Regions from separate parts of the Mus musculus genome. Here regions 1 and 2 are each linked to region 3. The links are chromatin contacts, called in public HiChIP or PLAC-seq and promoter capture Hi-C maps. All regions are on one chromosome and are shown on one strand. Each heading gives the region's core, a stretch centred on a gene start, on an enhancer-like site or on the middle of the called end of the contact. The rest is flanking DNA. Distances are from core to core; before and after follow the strand shown. Region 1 holds the start of B4galt7 (xylosylprotein beta1,4-galactosyltransferase, polypeptide 7 (galactosyltransferase I)). Region 2 holds the start of Cdhr2 (cadherin-related family member 2). Region 3 has its middle 28 kb from the start of Nsd1.

What was found. Promoter capture Hi-C pulls out the DNA fragments that hold promoters and counts their contacts. HiChIP or PLAC-seq counts read pairs in DNA pulled down with a chosen protein or histone mark.
Region 1: a contact with region 3 is called in a promoter capture Hi-C map of liver, with 2.5 times the contacts expected there. The contact joins the promoter of B4galt7 here to the enhancer-like site in region 3. A contact is called at or near these places in 2 of 39 promoter capture datasets (liver and pre-B cells), 1 of 484 Hi-C or Micro-C datasets (B cells), 1 of 115 datasets of contacts at active chromatin or transcription factors (bone marrow-derived macrophages) and 1 of 9 other capture datasets (adipose tissue).
Region 2: an H3K4me3 HiChIP or PLAC-seq map of embryonic basal ganglia shows a contact between it and region 3, with 4 times the contacts expected there. The contact joins the promoter of Cdhr2 here to the enhancer-like site in region 3. A contact is called at or near these places in 15 of 39 promoter capture datasets (the 3T3-L1 cell line, 3T3-L1-derived adipocytes, the C10 cell line and 9 more), 8 of 484 Hi-C or Micro-C datasets (the AML12 cell line, CD8 T cells, the G1E-ER4 cell line and 4 more), 24 of 115 datasets of contacts at active chromatin or transcription factors (the 230-238 cell line, the SCID.adh cell line, astrocytes and 17 more) and 4 of 9 other capture datasets (adipose tissue, embryonic stem cells, liver and 1 more).

What each region holds. Positions count from the first base shown.
Region 1 is chr13:55,597,000-55,601,837 of GRCm38.p6, reverse strand. B4galt7 (xylosylprotein beta1,4-galactosyltransferase, polypeptide 7 (galactosyltransferase I)) reads right to left here and starts at 1,942. Exons shown (of 6, transcript NM_146045.2): 1 at 1,646-1,942. The coding sequence starts at 1,695. It overlaps Tmed9 (transmembrane p24 trafficking protein 9), which reads right to left. Exons shown (of 5, transcript NM_026211.3): 5 at 4,141-4,838.
Region 2 is chr13:54,700,159-54,704,577 of GRCm38.p6, reverse strand. Cdhr2 (cadherin-related family member 2) reads right to left here and starts at 3,115. Exons shown (of 32, transcript NM_001033364.3): 1 at 3,009-3,115.
Region 3 is chr13:55,179,616-55,184,435 of GRCm38.p6, reverse strand. No RefSeq gene overlaps it. Among named protein-coding and RNA genes, the nearest start is that of Nsd1, 28 kb to the left of the region's middle. Within about 2 kb of position 2,180, at least 309 of the 459 cell types and tissues checked have an H3K27ac peak or open chromatin away from gene starts, as enhancers often do. A contact at or near this core is called in CD8 T cells, the G1E-ER4 cell line, the SCID.adh cell line and 20 more, where this site is marked.

The sequences.
Region 1 (4,838 bases), core at 693-3,192, 420 kb before region 3:
CAACAGAGGCTGCTGGTGCCACCTGGTGGTCATCTTCAGAACTGCAGTACTGGCTGCTCCCACACTCAGGTTCTCAGGGATGATTTAGAAAAGGGATGGTCTCCTTTACCTAAAGCTAGTTAGGGGTGCTTCAAACCCAAGTAAGCTCGCACTAGAGCTACCACCCAGTTACTACACTATTTTATATATGTCCCATGAATCTTTGCCACTGTGTCAAAAGCACTGAATGGACATCAATCTATTTTTCTGAGAACACAATAACAGAAAATGATCAGAAGATGGCAATTCTCCTCTATAAACTATCTTCACCATTCTTCAATGAGCCCTTACAAGTAGATATTATGATATTCATTTCAGAGATGGAAAACCGAGGTCAGAAAAATTAAGTGGTCTATTTCTGGCCACCATGGACCATGCTTCTACTATATTACTGTCACCTTTTAACACCAAATCTGAAAAAAAAAAAGAAAAGAAAAAGAAAAAGAAACAAACACCCCAAAAGTGTGTCCACTAAATTCTAGAGCCTTACAATATCTAACAAATGTGTCATTCATTAAGTGAATATACACTAACGTGTTGGGGGAAAGAAAATGGGGGCCCCCAACCATAAATTACATTGTTCCTCCATACCTGTGACTTTGTTATTGTTATGGATCATAATATAAATATCTGATGTATGCAACCCATGGGGGGGCGCGACCCACAGGTTGAGAACCACTGGACTAGCCCAAGGTCCAAACAAAAAGATGCTTCAAGCCTAAAAGTGTAATGCCCCATAAATCTAGGCAGGAAAATCACCTCCGCCATTCTGTTTCAGTGAGAAATATCTTAAACTCGGGTATGAGCCAGACTCACACCTAACACTTAAAGCAGACCCCCACACAAGTACAGCAGCACAGGAAATGAACTACTGGGTGTGTCTAGTATAAGACAGGCAATGGCTAACCAACCAGGAAGAGAACACAGGAAGCTCTGTCTGGTGTGATCTTCCCGGCCAACCGCAAAGTATGAGAGGGCATGAAGGCGAAGGATAGGATTTGAAGTCACATGGATATGACGGGGCAGACAGAAAATAAATAAATAAATAAATAAAGACCTTCAGCGCCACAACACAGAGAGATCCGCTGTAAGAAACGAACAGAATCATCTGCTACATGAAAACAGACAGACAAACACACAAAGGCACAGGAGAAAGAGTGGTTCTCAGCCTTCCTACTGCTGCAGCCCTTTTATACAACTCCTCACGGTTGTGGTGGTCCCCAACCATAAATGTCGTCGTTATTCCACATTTGTGGTTTTGTTATTGTTATGAATCGTAACATAAATGTCTGATATATGCAACCCAAGGGGGCCGCGACCCACAGGTTGAGAGCCACTGGACTAGTTCGCGGTCCAAACAAAAAGATCAATGGAGAGAGCAAGGCAGAGACCCAGACACAGGGACGCGCAGAATAGAAGCTAGTAGGAAAAGAGAGCCGTGCAGACAATACCAATGACGTTCCCCCCACCCCCAGAGAACCACAAACACTCAGGGTGACCCCCAGAAACCCAGATGCGACAGCGTAGGGCTGCTAAGATTTGCAGGAGGTCGAGAAAAGGAATGGCACCCAGGGGGACGCGGCTCCTGCCCGTTGCGGCCGCTCACCTGCCATCCTCCCAGGGCAGCTGCGCCGCTTTCCTCCGGGAGGGCAACATCGTGGCGGGACACAGCAGGACATGGGGCTCTGGCTCAAAGCCCCGCTGCCCGGCCTGCCCAGCCTACGCGGCGTCTCCGCCCCCGCCCCGCCCCCCGGTCCGCCGAGTCCGTCCCTCCGGTTGGGCCGGCTGCACCTCAGAGCCACAGCTTATAAGGTTCTGCTGTCTGGAGAACCGATGGCGGGACCTAGCTAGGTTCTCACTACATACAAGGGCCCACTGGATGTCACAAGAAAGGGAGTTCCCTCCCATCACCCAAGTCAAAGGCGACCAAACAAGCTAGAGACTAGCTGGAACTAGACGTGTACTGCATAACAGAACGTCTGGGATAAGGTACATCTTCCTCCTTTTTCCCCCAAGTGAAGGCTGGTATCATCGCAGCATTCCTACGGTCAGCCCAGCAGAGAAAGCACGTACTCTTGGAGCATAAGATCCAGTTCAGAATTCGGAGCTGATCTCGGAAGACTGATTGTGCTTCAAACACTGCTCTGATAATTTAACAACGCTGAGGCGAGTCGATTTCTCTGTGACGGTTTCATCACTTGGGTTATATAAATTGTTCGTATTCTGTGTGGTCATTGTAGGAAACGAAAACCCATTTGGTGCAGTGCTTGGCACAGTCACACTATATAAATGCTGTCGTCCGATTTGAGAACCTAAGGAATGAATAGGAGACTGAGCCGCCTCTTTGCCTGTGTGAATTTATCTACTCTCTTCCCCTCTTCCCCACCTGGGAAAAGAGAGGCAGTTACTAGACTTCATGTCTGTTCTTTCAGGCAAAATTTAATATTCTAATAAGTACCTAACATTTATTAAGTTTTACTTTGTGCTACTCATTTTTTTTTAAGATTTAGTTATTATATGTAAGTACACTGTAGCTGACTTCAGACAGTCCAGGAGAGGGCATCAGATCTCATTACGGATGGTTGTCAGCCCGTGAGCCACCATGTGGTTGCTGAGATTTGAACTCAGGACCTCTGGAAGAGCATCGAGCCATCTCTCCAGCTCCTGTTCTAAGTTCTTTATGGCTGTGCTTTTATTCAGTCTTTATGAATAGGTATTATTTCCATTGTGAAGATGAAAGGACCAAGGCACAGGCAGGTCATTGGTTTGTGTGCACAATCTTTCCAGCCACAATCCATGATCTCCAATTTCAAGTGCATTGTTTCAAGGTAGATCTTCACTATTGGTTAAGTTAATTGTTCTTAACTTTCTTTCCCCTCTTAAACCCTAACAAACACAACTCAATGATTTGCTCTGTGGCTCACCTAGGGCTCTGCATCCCACACCAGAAACTTACCAAGTCAACCATAGATGGGGCAGACCTTTTTTTTTTTTTTAATTTTCTTTTAAGATTTATTTTATATATGTGAGTACACTGTCACTCTCTTCAGACACATCAGAAGGCATCGGATGCCCATTACAGACGGTTGTGAGACACCATGTGGTTGCTGGGAATTGAACTCAGGACCTCTGGAAGATCAGTCAGTGCTCTTAACCACTGAGTCATCTCTCCAGCCTGATGTGGCAGATCTTAAAGGCAGGATTGACCTCCTGCAGAGACCAGTTAGGCAGGGCCATCAGGCGATAAGACAGTCAGGTGACCTGTTGCTCTAGTGTTAGACCTCAAACTCAAGAAACTAAATTTTACATAAAAACCCAAATTAGCCAGGCGGTGGTGGCACACGCCTTTAATCCCAGCACTCGGAAGGCAGAGGCAGGCAGATTTCTGAGTTTGAGGCCAGCCTGGTTTACAAAGTGAGTTCCAGGACAGCCAAGGCTGTACAGAGAAACCCTGTCTCGAAAAAAACAAAACAAACCCAAATGAACTGCTTTTAAATCAGTGTTCCGTTATTTGTCATGTTGACACTTGGCACTCTTGGTGAGCAATGTCAGATGGTTTTGACAAACCCGTCAGCACCTGCCCGCTACAAGAAACCATAGCAAGGATGGAGATCGTGATGTTCACAGGTGGAGACTACCCTGGAGTGTGAGGCCTTGTGCCCTCTGGAAGTTACTACTCCCACCCACCCTCTTTTTGTTTTTTCCAGACATGGCTTCTCTGTGTAATAGCCTTGGCTGTCCTGGATTCACTACATAGACCAGGCTGGCCTTGAACTCACAGAGATCTACCTGCCTCTGCCTCCTGAGTGCTGCTATTAAAGTTGTGCACCATCACGTCTGGCCTTGTTCCATTCTCTTAAGTCCAAGTATCATCACACCCACCAAGAGTAACTACAGGGCTGGAGAGATGGCTCAGCAGTTAGGAGCACTGACTGCTATTCTGAAGGTCCTGAGTTCAAATCCCAGCAGCCGCATGGTGGCTCACAACCATCTGTAATGATATCTGATGCCCTTTTCTGGTGTGCCTGAGGACAGCTACAGTATACTTATATATAATAAATAAATAAATCTTTAAAAAAAAAAAAGAGTAACCACGAACAGTTTTTCTTCCTTTTTTTCTTTTTTCTTTTTTATTGGGAAACCAATGTAACAAACCCACATTCATTGAAAATAAACTCAGTAACTAAGACTCTGTAGGCTCTGTTTCCAACCAGCACCAAAGTCTCTGCTTGGTTTGATACCAGTTGTTCAAGCCCCAGAAAGGACAATTGTAACAAACTAAAATCAACCTCTGGGCCCCTTTTGTGCACTGCAACCCCTCCACACCCTTAAACTGACACGCAGCAAACACACCCTATATAAGCAGGCTGGTTCTAAGCCAAAGGCAAGAAAAGCAAAGTTTCTGGAATAGCAAGGAGTCACTGATACACCCTGACCTGCTCAAAATCCCACATTAACAAAGGAAGACAGAAGGAAAATCAGCTTGCTGCCCCACCCACTTCCCTCCCAAAACCTACCCCAGACAGCAACCTCATATCCCTGATCAGTAACACTGAGATTCTGAGACACCAAGGGCATCGCCAGCCCCTGAGTGATTACTGCAAAAGGTCCAGGAGTGGAGGTGGGAGGGCTTGTCCCACTACTGGCTCAGCATTAGCCAGCCAGGCTGCTGTCCTCCACCTGAGCCTGAGGAACGGGGACACGCTTACAGTCCCTCTCTCCTCCAGAACATCTGCGGCTGAAAACCAGTCCTCCTCCTACTTCCCACAGCCTGGAAGAAAGATCGCCTGTGAGGCTTG
Region 2 (4,419 bases), core at 1,866-4,365, 480 kb after region 3:
CTCTTCCTTGTTCTTCCTCCCCTTCTTCTCATTCCTCCCCCTCCTCCCCTTCTTCCTCTCCCTCCTCTCCTCCCTCTCTCCCCCACCTCTCTCTCTCCCCCCCCACTTTCTTACACACACACACACACACACACACTTCTCCCCGAGGTTACACAGAACCCCCAGTGAGGTGCAGCTGAGGGAAAAGAAAACCAACTGGAACCTTCATTCGCCATGGCCCCTTGGGGGCTCCACTCAAGCCCCCTTCTCTGTCCCCTCACACTTCCCCTCCTGTCCTCCTGGTGTGCCTCAGATGATAGTGCCCCACACCTGCACACTCACATGCCACCCCTGTGAAGTCACTATCTCCTGGAAAGGGGAGATGGCTTACACATTCCTTTTTACCTATGGGGACCCTTACACCTCCAGGAAGCTGGGTCTTCTATCTAGCTGTCACAGGGTCATGCCTGACTCATACCTAGAACTCCTTTTGATCCTCCTTCCTATACTGTATGAGTTGACCCCGAGTTTCACAGTCTTGTCCCCTTTGTCACTGACTTTTCACAAACATACTCACTGACCATAATGAGGCCAAAGTTCTGCACTTGGCAGCAGCAGTATCTCCCAGACTCCATCACTTAAGAAAAATGTGTTATGAGATAGGAAAGTACCAGGTGACCAGCCTTACCTCTATAGGCACAGGCACTCTCAAGACCAGACCCGTGCAAGGCTCAGACTGGCTGTGGGCCATACTTCCCACCCTTGGCAAGACAAATTCTTAGGGGACCCAGGTTTCACCTTCCAAGAGTGGATCCCTTTTCCTCTGTGGTATCCAGTACACACACACACACAGTACACACACACACACACACACACACACACACACACACACACACCCTGCGTTCTCTTTACCCTAGATTTGCATGTGTCTCTTCAGCCCCAAAGGCCCTCTTGTGTCCCTTGCCCATGTGCAAATTCTCTCTGTCCTTCAAGACTCACAGCCAGAGCCGCTGAGCTCCAGTCAGGGAACATATGCTACAGGTCATATGGAAGAAGGGAGGCCATGTGCCCAGGCACTGGAGCTGGGCGAACGTCCCCTAGGTGCCCTTTTCTCCTATGGAGGACCACAAGTCAAACATAGGCTCATGTGAGACACCACTGATGCCAGCTCCCAACCACTCTACTTCTTTAAATGATGGGAAACTGGGCCTGGAGCCCAGCCAGTATCCCAGTGCTCAGCAGAGAGGAGGCCCTCTGGTTCTATATAAGGCTGAGCTGTATTGAGAGACCCGTAAAAGGAAAGAGAAGCAAGGAGGGAGGGAGAAGAAGATAGGGATAGTGGAGAAAGATGAAAGAAAGAACAGATCTAGAACCTAGAAATCCCAGGTCCTTGCTCCCAGGCTCCCAGCCCACTGGTTTGGGGCTGGACAGGAGGCTCTCTACCACAGAGAGCATGGTAGCTGTGAAGGACACACCCTGGAATGTGGAGATGGTCTGCTGGACTCTATCAATATGTTCAATTACTTTGTGTCAGTTAAAAACAAAACTGCACAGCTATTCACCTATAAAGTGTCTGAGGAAAAGTCAGGAGCATAGGGGCTCCAGATCACTCTACGGACCCCCAGACCCAGGTCATGCTCTGCCAGGCCTGACACAGCAGGGGTTTCCTCTCTCTTGTCTCAGCGGACACATTGGCCGCAGTTCGACAAGACTCCAGGAAACCAAAGACTCTACAATTCAGTCGACTGGATGTGAAGACCCCAGGACATCTTGGAAGGCTACAGAGGAAGGGAGCCCTCCCCTGCTAAAGGCTCAGCCACGGGCGGGCTCGCTAACCCCACAGCCACCCCACCCTGCCTCAGCCTCCACAGCTCCCTGAGCCCTTCCTTTCGCTTCTGCTTCCTTCCCACAGCTGCCTCACAGGAAGGAAGCAGCTACCTCACAGTTACTCTCCATTGCCCTAAGAAAACAGAGATCAGATCAGAGGGACAGTCAACAACAAAGATAGAAGGTCAATCACCAGCTGCAGGCAAGGCTAGACCCAGGTACCATTCTGCTGAGCCTAACAAAGGTCTCTCCTAATTCCACCAGCCCAGCCAAGTGATCCAGCTCCCCAAGATACGGACCCAGGGACCTTTAAGTTTCCAGGGATACCGGGCTTCCTGTAGCCAGAGATGGTGCCCGCCCTCCTGGCTGCTTCCTCTGAGAGACGGGTATGGATCAGGCCCCAAGTTAGGATTTTAGCATTTCACATACTGTCTGTCCAGCACTGGGCGAGCCTCCCTTGTCCTCAGCTTTGGTTTTCCTCTGAGGAATGAGGTGAGAGCAGGCTATGGCCTAGGCTGGTCAGGGGAATGTCATTATTCTCTGATATGCTACCTGGGACCAGTCAGCATGTAAGTCCTGTTTGAAGACACAAGCTGGCCTGGCTGAGTCTTTACCCTGTGACCAGGACAAGGACTAAGTTAGGGTTGGGACCAGCATCGTTAGTCCTCCCTGAGGTGACCTAGCGTTTGATCTCTGAGTCTGAGAGGGACAGCCTCCGTACCCTGCCATATCTGATTCACGAGCCCTCCAGGGGCTACTAGTACTGTGCCCACTCCACAGACGCAAAGACTGAGGCCCAAAAGCAGTCAGCAGCTCACTCAAAGTCTGCATGGAGCTGAATGAAGATCTGAGCCTGGCGGAGTGGAGCCAGCCTTTCCTCCTCAGGCTCCGGGACAGATTCAGCCATCTTCCTCATCTTCTCCTTTTAGGTAACAGATGAGGTAGCCAATTCACTTCTCAGGGACTTAGGAAGGCAAACAGGAGGTTGCCACTGCCTAGAGAGGAGATCTTACCCTACATTCTAGAAGAAACAGGCTTCACGGGTAGCTTCATCAATTCCCGCCCTCCCCATGACAAGTAGCTAACGCCACAGCTAGCTCTTCCCCTTGGTGTTCCCTCCATACTCCAGATGCCAGGAAACTGAGTCTGAAAGAACTCAAAGTTTGCCTCAATCCCAAGGACAGCCCCCCACCCAGGCTTACCCTCGGGCTAAGAGCCCCCCCAGAAGCAGCTGATCTGGACAGCCCCTGGAAGGGGCCCAGAGGCAGTGATGTACACCAGTCACAGGTGGGCGCCGTCTGGGGCCGGCAGAACACAGCGCAGACTTTGGCACCATCTCCACCTCTTCTGAGCAATCATTAACCATGCAGAGACCACACCTCCTCAGAAGGCACTGGCTGTGACCAGAGCAGGCAAAACCCTGGAGGAATAGGCAGGCCCAGTGACAGAGAAGGGGCAAATGCCCAGCCCAGGGTCTCACTGCAAGCAAGAGGTGGTGACAGTCAGAGGTCATGTCAGGACCTTCTGTCCTCTCCTGGCTCATCTTCAGTGGGGACCTGTAGAGAAAGCGGTGTGGGGAGATCTCTTGGGATGAAGAGACTTGACAGCTATCAAGCCCTTGAGCCCTCAGGCCAAGCCCCGAGGCCGGCATGAAGGGGTACCCACCCTGCAGTTCCAACAAGGCCTTTTCAGCCCTGTATTTGTCCCCTCTAAGCAGGACATCAAAGGGCAGGGCCAACACTGGGCATAGTGGCATATGTCCTTAATCCCAGCACTCAGAAGACAGAGGCAGGTGGATCCCTGTGAGTACCAGGCCTAGCTGGTCTCTATAACCAGTTTTAAACCAGACATAATAAGATGTTATCTCAAAGAAACAAAAACAAGCCAGGCAGTGGTGCCTTTGATCCCAGGACTTGGGAAGTAGAGGCAGGGAGATATCTGAGTTGAGGCCAACCTGGTCTACAGAGCTAGTCCCAGGGCAGCCAGGGCTAGACAGAGAAACCCCGTCTCAAAAAACAAATGAAAACAAAACAAACAAACAAACAAACAAACAAACAAACAAAATCAAAGGGCAGGATCACACACTGCCCCAGGGGCTCCACACACTCCCAGTGGTGGCCTCCCTCGGGGGAACAGGTCCCCAAGTTCATTTCATCTTACCTCATAGTAGGAAGGAGGCCCATGCTGCAGCTCACCAGCCGTGCGCCCCTTCCTGGCTGAGTGGCTGCTGTTCGCTCTGGAGACCGAGGCATCCCTGTGCAATCCTGGTGTGCTGCTGCGGGTTCTCAGGAAGCACCAATCTACCCAAAGAGCTCATGGTTCTGCAAGGTCCCATTGAAGGCTGGCCTCACGTCTCTGAGGAAGGAGGAGAATCTGTATTTGCTGAGCACCTAGTGTGGGCATGTATTTTTCACAACCTACTTCCATAAGGGTTCAACCTCCCCTCTAGCCCACCACCCACCAGAGGTAGTAGGAAAGTTTATTAGAATATGGGGAAGTGAGTGGGCATGTTAGCACATGCCTTTAATCCCAGCACTCGGGAGGCAGAGGCAGGTGGATTTCTGAGTTCAAGGCCAGCCTGCCTGGTCTACAGAGTGAGTTCCAGGACAGCCA
Region 3 (4,820 bases), core at 931-3,430:
CTACAGGGCTGTATAGTGATTATAGTGAGACAGTCCTGTCTCATAAGGACTGCATGCTTGGGCTGAATTTGCACCCTGTTGCACAATCCTCGCTTAACATGCACAAGGTTCTGGGTTGGTCCCAGCAGCCAAATGTAATATGTAAATAAGTAAATAAAAGTGGCATAATGTTTAGCTGAAAGTGTTTAGTGAGTGCTCTCTGAATATCTGTTTTTTGAAGTTAGAAGAGCCCCAGAATTCAGACTGTAGAGCAAGGGGATCAAAGGACCCCTTCACGGGGGTCACATATCAGATATTTACATTATGATTCATAACAGTAGCAAAATTACAGTTATGAAGTAGCAATGGAAATAATTTTATGGTTGGGGTCACCATACCATAAATGAACTGTATTAAAGGGTTGCATGCAGCATTTGGAAGGTTGAGAACCTCTGTTCTAAAGCCTAATATATATGTATATGTGTGTGTGTGTGTGTGTGTGTATATATACATATACATATATATATCATACATAGATACATAGAATATATAAATATGTATACACACATATATACACACATATGCATATACATATGTGTATACACACACATATATGTGTATGTATACACATATATAAACACACACATAACTGTATATATGAGGGAAAGCAAAGGCTTCACCCCTCAGACCAGCCTTTCTACAACAGAGGTACAGACAGTCTCTCCCCCAACCTCTTGTGCAAGCATGTCTCTCCCCACGAAGAACTCTGCTCTGCCAGCTCAGCTGAAGCAGCTTAGCCTCCAGATGCTGGCAGACAGAGGCTGGAGCTGGACTGTGAGCCTAGGATCAGAAGCTGCTGCAGCCTGATTGGGAGCAACCCTGACCAGGTTCACATTCTGGCTGGGTAATCTTGGGCAGGCTGTCTGACTTGTCAGTTGGGAATTTGAATGGACTGTCCGTCACTGGGATGTGGTAAGAATTCTCAGTAGATCTCTGAGTCACCTAAAGATACTACTATGAGCCGGGCGTGGTAGTGCACGCCTTTAATCCCAGCACTCGGGAGGCAGAGGCAGGCAGATTTCTGAGTTCGAGGCCAGCCTGGTCTACAGAGTGAGTTCCAGGAGACAGCCAGGGCTACACAGAGAAACCCTGTCTCGAAAAACGAAAAAAAAAAAAAAAAGACACTAAAACAAACCATTTATTTAATTCTTTTAGGGGAGTGTGCACCAGTGTAGGTCAGAGGGCAGCTTTCAGGAGTCTGATCTGTCCCTCCAATGTGTGGGTTCCAGTGACTCAACTCAGATCATCAGATTTGGCGGTGAGCATCTTTACCTGATAAGCCAGCCCTCCTTTAGCTCCTGCTTATTAATTATTATTATTATTTTATGTGCATTGGTATGTCCGGGTAAGGGTATCAAATCTTTTTTTTTTTAATTTCTTTTCTTTTTTTTTTGGGGGGGGGTATCAAATCTTGGAGTTACAGACAATTGTGAGCTGCCATGTGGGTGCTGGGAATTGAACCCAGGTCCTCTGGAAGAGCACTCATTGCTTTTAGTCACTGTCTCCAGCCCCACTTAGTTTTTCTATTTTTGCTGACTCAGAGGAGCAGGGCCTCCCTGATGCACTGTCACCCCCATGTGACTAAGCACGGGAATTACATAGAGGAGTTCTCAGGGAGGGAAGGAGCCCTGGACTCCTTCACTGCAAGCCTGGGCTTCCTGGCCCTCGTCACTTCTCTGTCTGGCGTCTCCCGGGCTCCCAAACCCTGAGCTGTCAACGTCTGAGAAGAGAGTAGCTTGCTTCTGGGCTCAGGGCATTTGTTGTGCCTTTTAGGACTCTAGAATGTAGTGGCTCCTTCGTACGCTTTCAAGGCCCCTTATAAAAACTAGGTTTGGCTCGGCCTTAGCGCCATCTTCTTTGAAACTCCTGCGCCACGAGAGGGAAGTGGCGGAAGAAGAGAATGCGAATGAATGCGCAGGCTGAGGCGCAAGAGAAGAGAAGAAAGAAGAGGCAGAGGTCCAAGTAAATTAGCTTGTGCACCCACGAAGCCTGCAGGAGCAGAGAGGTAAGGGATGCCGAAGGCCAGGACACCGGAACAAGTTGTTGATCTGTATGCTGCTGTCGGTAGTAAGTCTCAGTGGACCTGGAACGTGATCTGGCCGAGATCACCTGGGAAAATGACTGCCTTTCTTATAACCCAAACAGTCCGGCTGGCTCTCTGCCCTGGACCTTTGGCATTCTGGACTAGGTCTGTTCTCACTTGTGGCCAAGTGTAACTCGTGTACAATAGATACTCTTGCTGTCAGCTGAAGAATCATAAATAAATAAATAAATAAATAAATAAATAAATAAATAAGAAAGGAAAAACAAAACAAAACAAAAAAACTAGGTCTGGAGGTGCAAGCCTGTAAGCTTGGTGGTGGAAAGTGAAGAGACTCCGAAGTTCAAGGTCAGCTAGGTGTGGGGGTGCACACTTTCTGGCATTTGGGAGGCGGGGTCAGGCCTATCTCTGTGGTTTGAGGCCAGGGGGGACTACATAGTAGGACTAACTCAAATAGAAGTTCCAGGTTATTCTTGGTTACATTGTGACTTTAGGGGCAACCTGGGCTATAAGAGAGTCTATCTTAAAAACAAATTGACTGGGCTGGTGAGATGGCTCAGTGGGTAAGAGCACCCGACTGCTCTTCCGAAGGTCCTGAGTTCAAATCCCAGCAACCACATGGTGGCTCACAACCATCCCTAACGAGATCTGACTCCCTCTTCTGGTGTGTCTGAAGACAGCTACAGTATACTTACATATAATAATAAATAAATCTTAAAAAAAAAAAACAAATTGACAAGAGTCACCACTTTTAATCCCAGCATTCAGGGAGGACAGAGGCTGGAGGATCTCAGTGAGTTTCAGGACAGCCTGGTTTACAAAGAGAGTTACAGGACAGCCAGGGCTCAGGAAAAAGAAAAAAAAAAAAGCAAAACAAACAGAACAAAACAAAACAAAACAAACAAACAAACAAACACCCTGGCAAATGGGAAAGGAAACGCTGCTTGCATTGGGCGCCTTTGACTGGACTTAGGTGACTTGGCAAAGCCTCGGCTTCCTCCTTCCTTATCCGAGCTCTCCCGAGCAAGTGCAGCTACTGCAACAGCGTTCCTATGCTGCTGACGCCAGTGCCGTCCTGGGCGGGATGGGTACCCGTTCCATCCACCTTACAGATACTACTAGGCAGGTTATTATGATGATCATGTTAATCCTCTTTGTCAACTGTTGTATGACAAAGCTTTTCCTGGGGAGATGTCTTAGTTAGGGTTTTGCTGCGGTGAACAGACACCATGACCAAGGCAACTCTTTTTTTTTTTTTTTTTTTTTTTTTTTTTTGGTTTTTCGAGACAGGGTTTCTCTGTAGCCCTGGCTGTCCCAGCACTCGGAAGGCAGAGACAGGCGAATTTCTGAGTTCGAGGCCAGCCTGGCAGCCTGGTCTACAAAGTGAGTTCCAGGACAGCCAGGGCTATACAGAGAAACCCTGTCTCGAAAAAACCAAACCAAACCAAACCAAACCAAACCAAACCAAACCAAACCAAACCAAGGAAACATGATCTCGCCTGCATAGTGGAATGTTTCAATCCTAGAGGAAACTTTCACAACATCAACTTGACTCCATGGAAATGCATCTATAGGCCTGTCTACAGAGCTGTTCCTAGAAAGATGGAGAGTGAGAAACACCAGAGTTCATCTTCTGATGCTTTCTGGTTGTGGGTGCCACATGACCACTCTCCTGCCGCCATGCTGTCTCGGACTGTACCCTCCCACCATGAGCCTGAACAAACCATTCCTTCCCTACTTGCTTGCTTCTGTCACAGCAGTGAGAAACTGGTATGCCCCCATCTTGCAGGAGAGAATGCTGAGTCACACAGGGTGACAGAGCCCTGCCTATAACTGGTAGGCCTGGGTATAACTGGCTGTTCTTATAACTGGGATGGTGGGAGGGCACAGAGACCTTGGCTCAAAGCTCACCTCTTCCTCTGGTAGCTAGCTCCCCAACTTTGCATCTAAGCTTCCTCCTCCGTGAAGTAGGTTGGCAGGTCTCACAGCTCAGCTTCCTACCAGAAGCTGGGAAGTTGGATGTTGGAGGGGTAGGCCTGAAATGTATCCAGAGCTGGCATAACACACACAAGTAAGAAGAGTTCCCCTGGGCTGAAGAGTACCGACTGCTCTTCCAGAGGTCCTGAGTTCAATTCCCAGCAACCACGTGGTGGCTCACAATCATCTGTAATGGGATCTGATGCCCTCTTCTGATGAGTCTGAAGAGAGCAATGATGTGCTCATATTCATAAAATAAATAAATAAAGGAGAAGAGGAAGAAGAGGAGGAGGAGGAGGAGGAGGAGGAAGTTCTCCCTAAGGAGGTCAGTCAGAGGCCTGATCCTTGTCTTGGCTCCAGAAAAGCTAAAGCCAGAGATTGAGAGCCCTAATGCAGGCAGAACCAGCTTGGAGTAAGGTCTCAAGAATCCAAGCCTCCACCTTCTATCTCCCATGTGCCCCTGCCAGCTCCATCTAAACTGCCAGCTCGTACCAGGCAGCTCTGTGGGACTCTTTCCAAACATATGCGCTATCATGACATTTGCTGCTGAAAACCTCACCTTCCACCCTTTGCCAGATACTCAACCCCTTGCCAAGGCCCCTGAGATCTATTGGCACAGCTCTGGCAACTCTAGTTTTCTTTCCAGTCCTTGGCTTCTCCCGTCTCCTTAGAGATACCTTGGCCTTTGCACTTGCTGTTCCCACTCTGTGAGACACTTTTTCCCACTGTCTTAGTTAAGGTTTTACTGCTGTGAACAGACACC